Regions from separate parts of the Ovis aries genome. Here region 2 is linked to region 1. Evidence: chromatin contacts called from public Hi-C data. All regions are on one chromosome and are shown on one strand. Each heading gives the region's core, a stretch centred on a gene start, on an enhancer-like site or on the middle of the called end of the contact. The rest is flanking DNA. Distances are from core to core; before and after follow the strand shown. Region 1 holds the start of C8H6orf120 (chromosome 8 C6orf120 homolog). Region 2 holds the start of TBP (TATA-box binding protein).

Region 1 (5,781 bases), core at 2,721-5,220:
CAGCTGCGTTTTTCTTTCGGTTAACAGTGCAGGTTGACAGTGTATTAGTCTTCCCTCCAGGTCATTGTACAGATCTTACTGGTATGTAGGGAGTGTGGAATGATATATCTAATCCTAACATGAGATCATGCCTTTGACAAAATTTAAATCTGAAGCCCAAGGCTTTCGCTGGTAGGCTGTCGTATGTTGAAGGCAGAGTGGTGTCAGGCTATGTCTTTCAAGGTCCTTGCTAGCAAGTTAGGTCCTCATTAACAAGTTACTGGAAGTAAAATAAGGCGATACAGTAATAATTCCTTTTGAACCCATAGTAGGTTCTTCTGGCATGAATTTATAGCCCTCTTCTACCCTTCCAGCCAAAGGTCATTCCAAATGCTCTGTGTGGGATTTGTCTGAAGGGTAAGGAGTCCAGCAAGAGAGGGAAGGCTGAGCCACTTGTACACTGCTCCCAGTGTGGCAACAGCGGTAAGTACTGACACGGCTTCACGCTTTAAGCTCTGGTCGCTGCTTCGCGCTAGGGCTCAGTTGTCAGCTAGGCTTGACCCAGTCGTCAGAGACGTCAAGCCTGTCTTGTCTTCTGCCTTGTGTTCCCATTTCTCTTTGGCAGTTAAACCGATGTAGCCATTCCCGAGAAGTTCAAGCAAACTAGCATTTTACTGTGCCATGTAAGTTAGAATCTCGTGTGGAATGCAACTAATCCTGGTTTTGGTTTAGGCCACCCTTCTTGCCTGGACATGCCCGCGGAGCTTGTTTCCATGATTAAGACCTACCCATGGCAGTGTATGGAGTGTAAGGCTTGCATTGTATGTGGACAGCCCCACCACGAAGAAGAAATGATGTTCTGTGACGTGTGTGACAGAGGTTATCATACTTTCTGTGTGGGCCTTGGTGCTATCCCATCAGGTAAAGATTGAGAAGGAGGAACGTTATCTCTGAGTGAAGGGGCTCTTCCAGCACTTCCTTTCTTTGGAGGCTGCATAAATACCATGATGACACGGAGGGCCTGGAGAGACGTGCCCTCTCCACTCACGAGAAGTGGCCAAAGCTGTGGTCGCGGGCACCTGTTTCTCATCGCTAGAGCAGCTGATTAAGGACAAGTGAGACAGCAGATGGCCTGTAAGTTCTGGAAGTAGAGCTCAGTGTGTGCAGACGAGCTCGTGTTGTTCTACTGAAATAGCTAAGGCAGTAGCAGCGATTTGTTTCAAAGCCTTGATTTTATTTTTATACGTCATTTAGAAATTTAACAAAATGACTTATATGCCTTTATACATATTAAACCAGATTTATGTAAATTGAGGCAACATAACAATTCCAGATAACTTCAGAATGAACACAGAATCAAAGAATAAGTCACAGTAATTGGACTAAAACTTTATACACATAATTGCGTAATTTTAGAACTGATTTGCATAGTTAACACTGTCTGATATTTTATAAAAGATATGCCTAGGTTTCCTGGGAGTCATTGAGATGTAAGCAACTTAAATAATTATTTAGAGTTTTATAGTAATTCAGGTCAAGTATGTCGTATAGTCTATCATAATGCTATCAAATATTTGATACATTTTAAAGTGCTATGTGAGCATTGTAGACCAGGACTTGAGGGGATGCTGAGATGCATAGAAATAAGCCACAGTCAGTTAATAGGTTTTACATAATGACTTGTGCGATTGAATGTTTAAAGTATGGTAGTGTCTGAATTTCAGAAAAGATTGTACCTTTTTCAAGGGGCCTGTCATTATTTAGCTCCTCCAGGACCCCTTCCCTCCCCGTGTGCATTTCACAGGGCGGTTATGACACTGACGACCTTAAGGGAAGTTAGTGCCAGCGCCACCAGAAACCCAGTGAGGAGTATCAGTAGCCTTAGCTAAGGGAGGAGAGCTAAATGGTTTTAAAACTCAGTCCTAAAAAGTTAAGTCTCATCCTGTATTAACTAACAATTTTTCTCCTAGGTCGCTGGATTTGTGACTGTTGTCAGCGAGCACCCCCAACACCCAGGAAAGTGGGCAGAAGGGGGAAAAACAGCAAAGAGGGATAGTTTTCTTGACCCCAATACTGTAATATGCATTTAAATGATGTATTTGGTGCCAATTTATTTACAATGTTCTCATTTTTATGCCAATAAAAGATTTTGAAACTACATGCTTAAAATCTGCAATATTTACTCATAAGCCGCTCTCACCCTGGAAACCAAGCAGAAAAATAGTCCCATCCTGCAAAAAGCCTTGATTTCTCAGTACTTTGGTTCTCTCTGACTTCCCTGGTGGCTCAGATGGCAAAGCGTCTGCCTGCAATGTGGGAGACCCGGTTTCAATCCCTGGGTCTGGAAGATCTCCTGGAGAAGGAAATGGCAACCCACTCCAGTATTCTTGCCTGGAGAATTCCATGGACAGAGGAGCCTGATAGGCTACAGTCCGTGGGGGTCGCAGAGTCGGACATGACTGAGTGACTTCACTCTTTTTGGCTCTCTCCAGAAATTCAGTGGTAACATTATGCAGCTTAATTAGAAATACTTAACTATTATTCCATTAATCTAAAAGTTACTATTATTTTCATGAAATTTTCCTAATCTGTATCCTTTCTGGTGTACCATGGGTAGCAGGGCAGTTATTTAATAACGAAAGAATTTCCATAGGGGCCCAAGACGATAAAATTACAACCTGAGGAGATAAGGCGCAGCTGAGTTGAGAACCATCATTAACCGGTATCGGGACACCACCCGCCTTCCAGGAAATCCTGTTGGCCAGCAGGCGCCGTCTCTACTTCCGGTGTAGACAGGGGGCTTTAGTTCTCGGTCAGGCAAGTGTGGAGAAATGACTACATTTAGACTTGCTTTTAGCAACTCTCTAAAGCCAACACACTAATTCATTTGAGTCTCTCGAGTAAAACCTAAACCACTGCAACCATCTAGTCACCTGACTAATCGAAGTGGGGCTGAAGCGTCTTATTGAGCATATCCCTTTCACAGGAATTTTGATGCTTTATTAAAAGAAAACACGTGCTTGCTGCTGTGCGCACTTTCGGAGTGACTGAGGTAACCAGACAGTATGGCTTTATCCTTTTATCCCCCACCCAGAAAAGGTAACCAGAGTGCCAACCAGGTCAGAGTAGCTCGGTTCACAGCGAAGTGCACTCGGCTTCGCAGACGACGAGTATTATACCCGACAGCATGCTAAGCGAGTCAAAAAAGAATCTCAAGTACCAACTTCAGAATACTAATCAATATCGTCCAAAGCACAGACTCCTCTTCTTGAGACGCGTCTTCCGGGGCATAGGCGTGCCTGCGACTCGCATCAGCGCCGTCCGAATAGGCGGCCTCACCGAACGGATGCGGCTCGAGCGTCGCGTCGTAGTAGACCCTCATCTCGAACGCGCTCTCCAGGTGGGACGGGTGCCCGTAGACGCCGATGCCCACGGGGCGCCGGAAGTGCGCGGGGATGGAGACGGCGTCGGCGCCGCACGTGGCCGACTGCAGCTCGTACTCGTCGAAGCTGGGGTGCAGCGTGCTGTCGGACACGTACAGGTCCGCGTCGCCCCGCAGGCTGCGCATCCTGAGGACGATCCTCCCCTCGTGGTTGAGCCTCAGGTAGCTGTAGTTCCCGGCTCCCACCTGACCCTGCACGACGTGCAGGAGCACCCAGCCCTCGGGCACCTCCTCCTCGTCCGAGGCCTGCGCCGAGGAGACGGCCTGCGCCGCCAGCAGCAGCAGAAGCGCGCCCGTCCACGGGGCGGCCATGGCGGGGGCGCCGCGCGGAGGCCGTGCTCATTCGCGAGCGCCCTGCAGACAGACCACGCGGGGCGCTGAGCGCGTCCCGGCCGCCCGGGGGGCGCGCGGGGGCGCGCGGGGCGGAGGCGGGGGGCGCGCCGCGGTCGCACGGGGCGGGCGGCGGGGCGGCTCTCCGCCCGGGACTCACCTCTCCCCGCGGGCGCCGCGCCGGGAGCTTCCGGGCCGGGCGTCCGCGCCCGAGGAGCCGGAAGGGAGGCGCGCGCGGAAGTGAGGCGTTCGGAGGAGGACGGCGCCCGGAAGTTGGCGGCGCCCGGAAGTTGACCGGCGCCCGGAAGTGAGGCAGGCCCGAAGGGGGCAGTGCGTTGTTTCCGGGTTATCGCGAGAACGGCGAAGGGGCGCGGACACGGGCTCGTCACCATGACGACAGGGGCGGGGCGCTGGCCCTAAACTGACCGGTGCTCGGCTGGATTGCGAGTACACCCGGCCGCCTGGCTGACTCAGGGGTAGGTCCCGGGGCAAGTGCGCCTTGTTCTCTCTTAAAGCCTGTTACTTCGTGAACTACTCCTAGGAGAAGCTTTAAAACGCAGTTGTGTTCGTATTCAAAATTTATTTTGTAAACTTGGGATATGGTGGTAATGGGTGCCTACTGGCCACTGGAACATACTTTCCCAAGAAAGAGTATGTTCATTTTAGCATCATGCTTTTGTGTTGACCCCGGTCCCCGTGTTTCATTTCAGAACGTGCTGAATCACTTTTGTGGAAACTGCTGCTGCTGCTGCTGCTAAGTCGCATCAGTCGTGTCCGACTCTGTGCGACCCCATAGTCGGCAGCCCAACAGGCTCCTCTTTCCCTGGGATTCTCCAGGCAAGAACACTGGAGTGGGTTGCCATTGCCTTCTCCAGTGCATGAAAGTGAAAAGTGAAAGTGGAGTCACTCAGTCGTCTCCAACTCTTAGCGACCCCATGGCCTGTAGCCCACCAGGCTCCTCCGTCCATGGGATTCTCCAGGCAAGAGTACTGGAGTGGGTTGCCATTGCCTTCTCCTTTGTGGAAACTGGTGCAGTGTAAATATTAAAAACAGGCAATGACTCTTGTGCCCCTTTTTGTAGAACCTGAACTCTGTCAGGTAGCCACACGCTGTGGGTTAGTCTTGTTCCTGAGGAGACCATCATGTGTTGGGTTAAAAAATGTGTCTGTTGCCGCTTTGAAGTGTTACATCTGTGTCACCTATAGGCATGTAAAAGAGGCTTGAGCGACTTAAGACGGATTATCTGAGGGGAATGGTGTTGATTTGCGTGAAGTTAGGCGCGCTTCATCCAGGTACAGAGTCTGGTTTGGGGTGATGACGGAGGTAGCACTAGGGCCCTCCACACCTCCTCCTGCAAGAAGTATCCTGTGACATCCCGCTGAACCTGGGCCATTTCCAACTTGAGCATTCTCCTGTCAAGAAAGCATATCAGGCAGGAATACAAGGGAGTGTATAAAGACACGTAGAGACACATCAAGAAGTGACTTTAAACCTTCACATCATTACAGTTATTGGTGGTCAGTGATTTGTGCTTCCTAACACGTCATGGTATGGACTGAAAAAGGCGCACAGCCTAAAAGTTGAGATTATGTTTTATCCTGAGGACTTCAAGCCTGGAACACAGCACCTCAGATGGCTCTGAGAGACTGCTTTGAAGAGGCAATGGGGGAGCCAGGATATATATAGGAGATTTTGTAACAAAGACCAGGAAGTCAGAACATCAAAACATTACTGTCAGTTAAATCCAGGGCTTTCGAAGAGTTGGACACAACTGGGCGATTGATTAACAACGACAGAGAGAACTAGATATCTCCATTTAAGGGATCTAGCACTTTTCTCGGAGAAGGCGATGGCCCCCCACTCCAGTACTCTTGCCCGGGAAATCTCATGGACGGAGGAGCCTGCTAGGCTGCAGTCCATGGGGTCGCTAGGAGTCAGACATGACTGAGTGACTTCACTTTCACTTTTCACTTTCATGCATTGGAGAAGGCAATGGCAGCCCACTCCAGTGTTCTTGCCTGGAGAATCCC
Region 2 (5,914 bases), core at 821-3,320, 570 kb before region 1:
CCAGAATTGCATGTATATATCAGGCAGTCCATTCTATATTAGTCAAAGGCTTGCTTGCTTTTTTTAATTAACATTTTTAAATTGTAAAATATGATATTCATATAAAGAAGTATGTAAACATGTATACAGATTAATAGATGGTATTAAATCAAGTAAGGGCAGTACATAAACCAAGAACTTCCGGATGTACAAGCTGGATTTAGAAAAGGCAGAGGTACCAGAAATCAAATTGCCAACATCCATTGGATCATAGAGAAAGCAAGGGAATTCCAGGAAAACATCTACTTCTGCTTCATTGACTTCACTAAAGCCTTTGACTGTGTGGATCACAACAAACAATGGAAAATTCTTAAAGAGATGGGAATACCAGACCAGTTTATCTATCACCTGAGAAACTTGTATGCAGGTCAAGAAGCAACAGAACCAGACATGGAACAATGGACGGGTTCAAAACTGGGAAAGGAGGACATCAAGGCCGTACACTGTCATCCTGCTTATTTAACTTATATGAAGAGTACATCATGCAAAATGTGTGGCTGGATGAACCTCAAGCTGGAATCAAGATTTCCTGGAGAAATATCAACAACCTCATATATGCAGATGATACCACTCTAATGGCAGAAAGCGAAAAGGAACTAAAGAGCCTCTTGATGAGGATGAAAGAGGAGAGTGAAACAGCTGGCTTAAAATTCAACATTCAGAAAATGAAGATCATGGCATCCGGTCCCATCACTTCATGGCAAATAGACGGGGAAACAGTGGAGACAGTGACAGATTTGATCTTGGGCTCCTAAATCACTGCAGCGACTGCAGCCATGAAATTCAAAGACGCTTGCTCCTTGGAAGGAAAGCTATGACCAACCGAGACAGTGTATTAAAAATCAGAGACATCACTTTGCTGGTAATGTCTGTATAGGCAAAGCTGTGATTTTTCCAGAGTTATGTACAGATGTGAGAGTTGGACCATAAAGAAGGCTGAGTGCCAAAGAATTGAACTGTGGTGTTGGAGGGACTCTTGAGAGTCCCTTGGACAGCAAGGAGATCAAACCAGTCAATCTTAAAGGAAATCAACCCTAAACATTAATTGGAAAGACTGAAGCTGAAGCTCCAATACTTTGGCCACTTGATGCAAAGAGCTGATTCATTAGAAAAGACCCTGACGCTAGAAAAGAATGAGGGCAGGAGAAGGAAGCCTGGAGGAGGGGGGCGGGGGGCAACAGAAGATGGGATGGTTGGATGTGATCAACACAATGGACATGGGTTTGAGCAAATTCTGGGAGATAGTGAAGGACAGGGAAACCTATCGGGCTGCAGTTTATGGGGTTGCAAAGAGTTAGACACGACTTAGCGACTGAGCAACAGCAACCAAGGGCTCCTCTGGTGGCTCGTTGGCCAAGAACCTGCCTGCCAGTACAAGAGACACGGGAGATGGGCGTTCGATCCCTGGGGGAGGAAGATCCCTTGGAGGAAATGTCAACCTGCTCCAGTAGTCTTGCCTGTAAATACCCCATGGACAGAGGAGCCTGATGGGCATAGTCCGTGTGGTCGCAGAGTCGGACACGCCTGATCTACTGAGCAGGCAAACATTAAATCAAGTAAAGAAACCCAGTATTGCTAGCACTACAACCTCCAACCCATCCCTAGCCAAGGAGGACCTTTCCCTCTAGCCAAAGTCAGTTAATTTGCTTGCTTTTGCACATCCACATCCCTCAGTTGCTTTATCCATTCTGCAGTTTATGGATATTTAGCTCATTTCCAGTTTGGGGCCATTAAGAACATCTTTATGAACATTCTTTCACGTCTTCTGGCCAGGGTACATACCTCGGCGTGAAACTGCTGGGTCATGATGTGTGTGTATTTTCAACTATGTCAAGTAATGCCAGTCCCTTTCCGAATTTACACTTCAATAGACTCTTCGAGTTTCCGTTGCTCCATAGTTTTTCCAATGTCTTTGTAAGCTCAGACTTTAAAATTTCTATCCATCACGAGTGATTTCGAATATTTGCCTGGAAAAGAAAGCCTGTACCTCACTGCCAGGTCTCTTCGTAGAGCAGGCAATAGCTACCGACTGGAAAGGGAGGGCTCTGGCCTCCAGGAGCAACGACTGGCGCGAGATAGAGCGGCCGGAGGCAGCGCCGCGGAAACCGGAAACGGCACAATTTCCGGTCGAGGCAGCCATCTTGCCGTGAGACAGCAGGAGAGCAGCCGCGGAATGTTGTCCTCCGTTGCCTCGTACTCGGGCGCGGGCCGAGACCTGGCCATGGAACCGCACAGCTCCGTGGGCCCTTTGCAGCTGCGCTTTTCGCCCTACGCTTTCAACGGAGGGTAAAACCCGCAGAGCCGCCGCTTTCTCTTTCTTCCTCCATATCCCTGCTTAAGTCTGTCTGCCCGGCGCTGCCCTTCCAGTCTCAGGCCTCCCTCTCCGAGGTTGCTCGGCTAGCTCTTGTTCTTCAGGGCTTCACCTTATAGGCGGGTCACTGGATCTTGATGTGGATGGCCAGCTTTACGTAGACAGCAGATAGAAATTGACACCTGACCTCCGCTCTGAAGAGCTTTAAAAATGGACCTGTCTGAATGTGCTTCTCTAGCCAGCAGGCACGGGGCAGGTTGAACATCTGAGATTAAAAGTTAGGGTTGATTGGCCATGTGATTAAATATAGCTGTCTAGCGAAAGTGAAGTCGCTCAGTCGTGTCCGACTCTGCGACCCCATGGGCTGTAGCCCACTAGGTTCCTCCGTCCATGGGATTCTCCAGGCAAGAATACTGGAGTGGGTTTCCATTTCCTTCTCCAGGGGAATCTTTCTGACCCAGGGATCGAACCCAGGTCTCCCGATTGCAGGCAGACGCTTTAACCTCTGAGCCATCAGGGAAGCCCTGTCTAGCTAATAGGTCTAATCAAATCACCATTTTGAGTTGTTTTAAATAGCAGGTAGGATTACTTGCACAGACTTAGTTTCATTGATCAGTGTTTAGTTTTAAGGGCTAGCGTAAGTTCAGGGGAAAAATACTCAGAAGGCGGACCTTTGAATGTGTGTATTCTTGCATGTTGTATGTGAGCTTTTCTTTCTTTTTAACTTACCCGCTTTATCTTAATACTTTTCCTTGACAGTGCACTGAAAGAACTAGGGTTGTGGAAAGGCACTCTCTTTAGGACTCTTCACTGCGAAGAGCTGTGTATTTAAGCATCGTTTATAGTTTGCCAGCCAAATTTTGTACTTTGAAACGTACACACCAAATTAATCTGGTAATCTTTAAGGACCATCCAAAGACCAGATTAATTACTCAGGTCTTATGGGTTTGAAATTTTAATGTAGATTTTTGGGGTATTTGCAAAGAAGGTGGAAGTGTGATTTTAGCCTTGTCTCTGACACTAAAGAGCAGTGTAGTGTTTGGTACCTACCTCTCAGCTCCTTGAACCCAGATTTCCTTATCTTCCTTAGCTACTCATAGTTTGAGAGAAGAATCAAAAGAGAAGCACTTTGTAGATTGAAAGCAGGTATCTTTTTAATCCTCATGATGACTGACTGTTAGATGATATATACCTCAATTTTACAAATGAACCTGGGCTCTTAGAAGTTTAATTTTGTTAGTCATAGCGCTGGTGTGAAGTTGAACCCCAGGACTTGAATCCATACCTGTGTTGCTATGAAGTTGATGAATGCTTTTATCATCGCACTTTTAAATATTTCCTGTGACAACTAATGAAGTGGTGGGATCACAAAATGAGTTATTAGACCCATTTCATGAGACAGTTGCAGATTCTGCTTGAGACTATAAGGTATTCAGTGTTTATTACTGTCTAACCTTTGTGATCTAATCACTGCTCCAAAGTTAGTGCTTATGGCTTTCTGACATTGAATTCCCTTATCTTAGTCTGTGTCCTTTTCCTTTAACATCTATTGCTGCCTCTTGGGCAGCCTTTGCTTCTACAAAATAAGACTCGGTCCTGTGTCCTTCTCGTCTGACTGACTGTGGTCAGACTCCAGGTGACTGGCCTGTGCACGTGCCGCTGAGCACTTCAAGGCCACACCATTCGGCTCGCCAGCCTTTGACAGAGGGACTGCTGACAGCGCCAACTTGGCGATTTGTCCAAGGCCGCAGAGCTGCTAGTGGCACGGGCAGGCTTTGGGCAGCTTCAGAGTCCAGGTTCTCGGTGATCATGCTTAGGCCAGGGGGATCATAGCTAACACTTAACTGGAGGACCAGTTGTGTTTCAGGCACTGGTATAAGGCTTAACAATTTAGTCCGTTTAATGCTCGTAACACCTAACTAAAGTAGCGATTGTTGTGATCCCTGATACGTGCTTGAGGACAGCGAGGCCTTGAGAAGTGAAGCAGTTGACTATCTCATATTTTCTAAGCAAGAGAACCAGACTTCGAACCCACACAGTTTGCTTTTAGAGCTCATCCTCTCGGCCTCCACTGAACAGAGCCACAGAGGGGAAAGATTGTTCTTTGTTGGTCCATTTTCCAACAGATGCTTGGGTGTCTCCTGAGTGCAAGACAATTTTATAAGGACTTGGATATAAAGAAATTAAAACCATTAAGCCCCAGGACCCCCCTTGTGGTCCAGTGGTTAAGACTGCCCTTCCAAAGCATGAGACACGGGTTTGATCCCTGGTGGGGAAACAGATTTCACATGCTGTGTGGTGGGATCAAAAAAGAAAAAATAATAAAAACCACATTAAGCCCCTCTTTCTTAAGCTCAGATATCTTGTGTTGTATCACTACCTACACCTCCCCCAGCAGGCAAGGCCATGGCCTTTGGCCATTTTATAGTATCAGTAATTGTTTAATGATACATATTAATCAATAATGTTTAGTTTTTTGATGATGGTGATAATTTAGTGATGTTTGTGCTTAGTCGCTCAGTCGTGTCCAACTCTTTAGCGATCCCTTAGACTGTAGCCCATCAGGCTCTGTCCATGGGGATTCTCCAGGCCAGAATACTGGACTGGGTTGCCATGCCCTCCTCCAGGGGATCTTCCCAACCCAGGGATCGAACCTAGGTCTCCCGCATTACAGGCAGATTCTTTACCAGTTGAGCCACAAGGGAAGCCGGATGTTTCTGTAATCTTCTGCTAAGGAACCTTTGGTCTGATTTGACTTGTGTTTTTAAGGGAATTCTTAAATTTTTTTTTCCCCAGATGACTTGTAGCCAGGGATCCTTTCCCCTGATCTTTTCCTCTTCCATCTGAATCCTGTACTTGATTATATCTAGTAGATTTTATCTCAGTATGTGCTATGGATCCTTCTCATATTGGGAAAGGTGTTATTAACATCCAAAATAATTCATTAATTTTGTTTTTCCTTCTTTTCCCCTCAGTACTGTATTGGCAATTGCTGGAGAAGACTTTTCAATTGTTGCTTCTGACACTAGATTAAGTGAAGGGTTTTCAATTCACACACGGGACAGCCCCAAATGTTACAAACTGTAAGTAAATATTTCTAAGGACATGTTTTCGGCACCTTGTGATGATTTAATGCTGCGAGAGATTCAGGTTTTAAATGGTGTGTTGCATGAAATTTTAGATTGCCTGTTTGGAGCTTAGCTTGTATTTTTGTTAGAAAATTATTTTCTAGTAATTCAGTATGTAGTCTTCATAATATTTGCTATGTCTAGGTACCGACAGTGTTTTTGGTAACTTAAATATTTTTTACTCAGCATCTTATAAAAAATCTCAAATATACAGCAAAGGTAGGATAATTCTCTAGTCAATGCTCATATACTATCATGTAGATCTCATCAGCATTTCATTGTTACTACTTTACCATATGTATTTTAATCTTTCTTTAATATATTGGATTCTTTTTCAATCTGCACCTTAAAAAAAAATAACCTTCAATTTACCCATATCTTAAGCAGCTATGTCCATGGCTCACAGTTCTAGTGGGTGGCTATGTTTTTTCTAAAA

What was found. A called contact is a pair of places that touch in the nucleus more often than the background predicts.
Region 2: a contact with region 1 is called in a Hi-C map of hypothalamus, with 2.4 times the contacts expected there. The contact joins the promoter of TBP here to the promoter of C8H6orf120 in region 1. A contact is called at or near these places in 2 of 16 Hi-C or Micro-C datasets (hypothalamus and liver).

Annotation. Positions count from the first base shown.
Region 1 is chr8:91,162,844-91,168,624 of ARS-UI_Ramb_v3.0, reverse strand. It overlaps C8H6orf120 (chromosome 8 C6orf120 homolog), which reads right to left and starts at 3,970. Exons shown (of 2, transcript XM_012183354.5): 1 at 3,912-3,970; 2 at 1,193-3,775. The coding sequence starts at 3,733. The coding sequence ends at 3,179. It overlaps WDR27 (WD repeat domain 27), which reads left to right and starts at 4,170. Exons shown (of 26, transcript XM_060419336.1): 1 at 4,170-4,227. PHF10 (PHD finger protein 10) reads left to right here. Exons shown (of 12, transcript XM_060419347.1): 10 at 354-462; 11 at 712-900; 12 at 1,950-2,137. The coding sequence ends at 2,035.
Region 2 is chr8:91,730,983-91,736,896 of ARS-UI_Ramb_v3.0, reverse strand. TBP (TATA-box binding protein) reads right to left here and starts at 2,070. Exons shown (of 8, transcript XM_042253770.1): 1 at 1,822-2,070. It overlaps PSMB1 (proteasome 20S subunit beta 1), which reads left to right and starts at 2,178. Exons shown (of 6, transcript XM_004011458.5): 1 at 2,178-2,325; 2 at 5,326-5,433. The coding sequence starts at 2,213.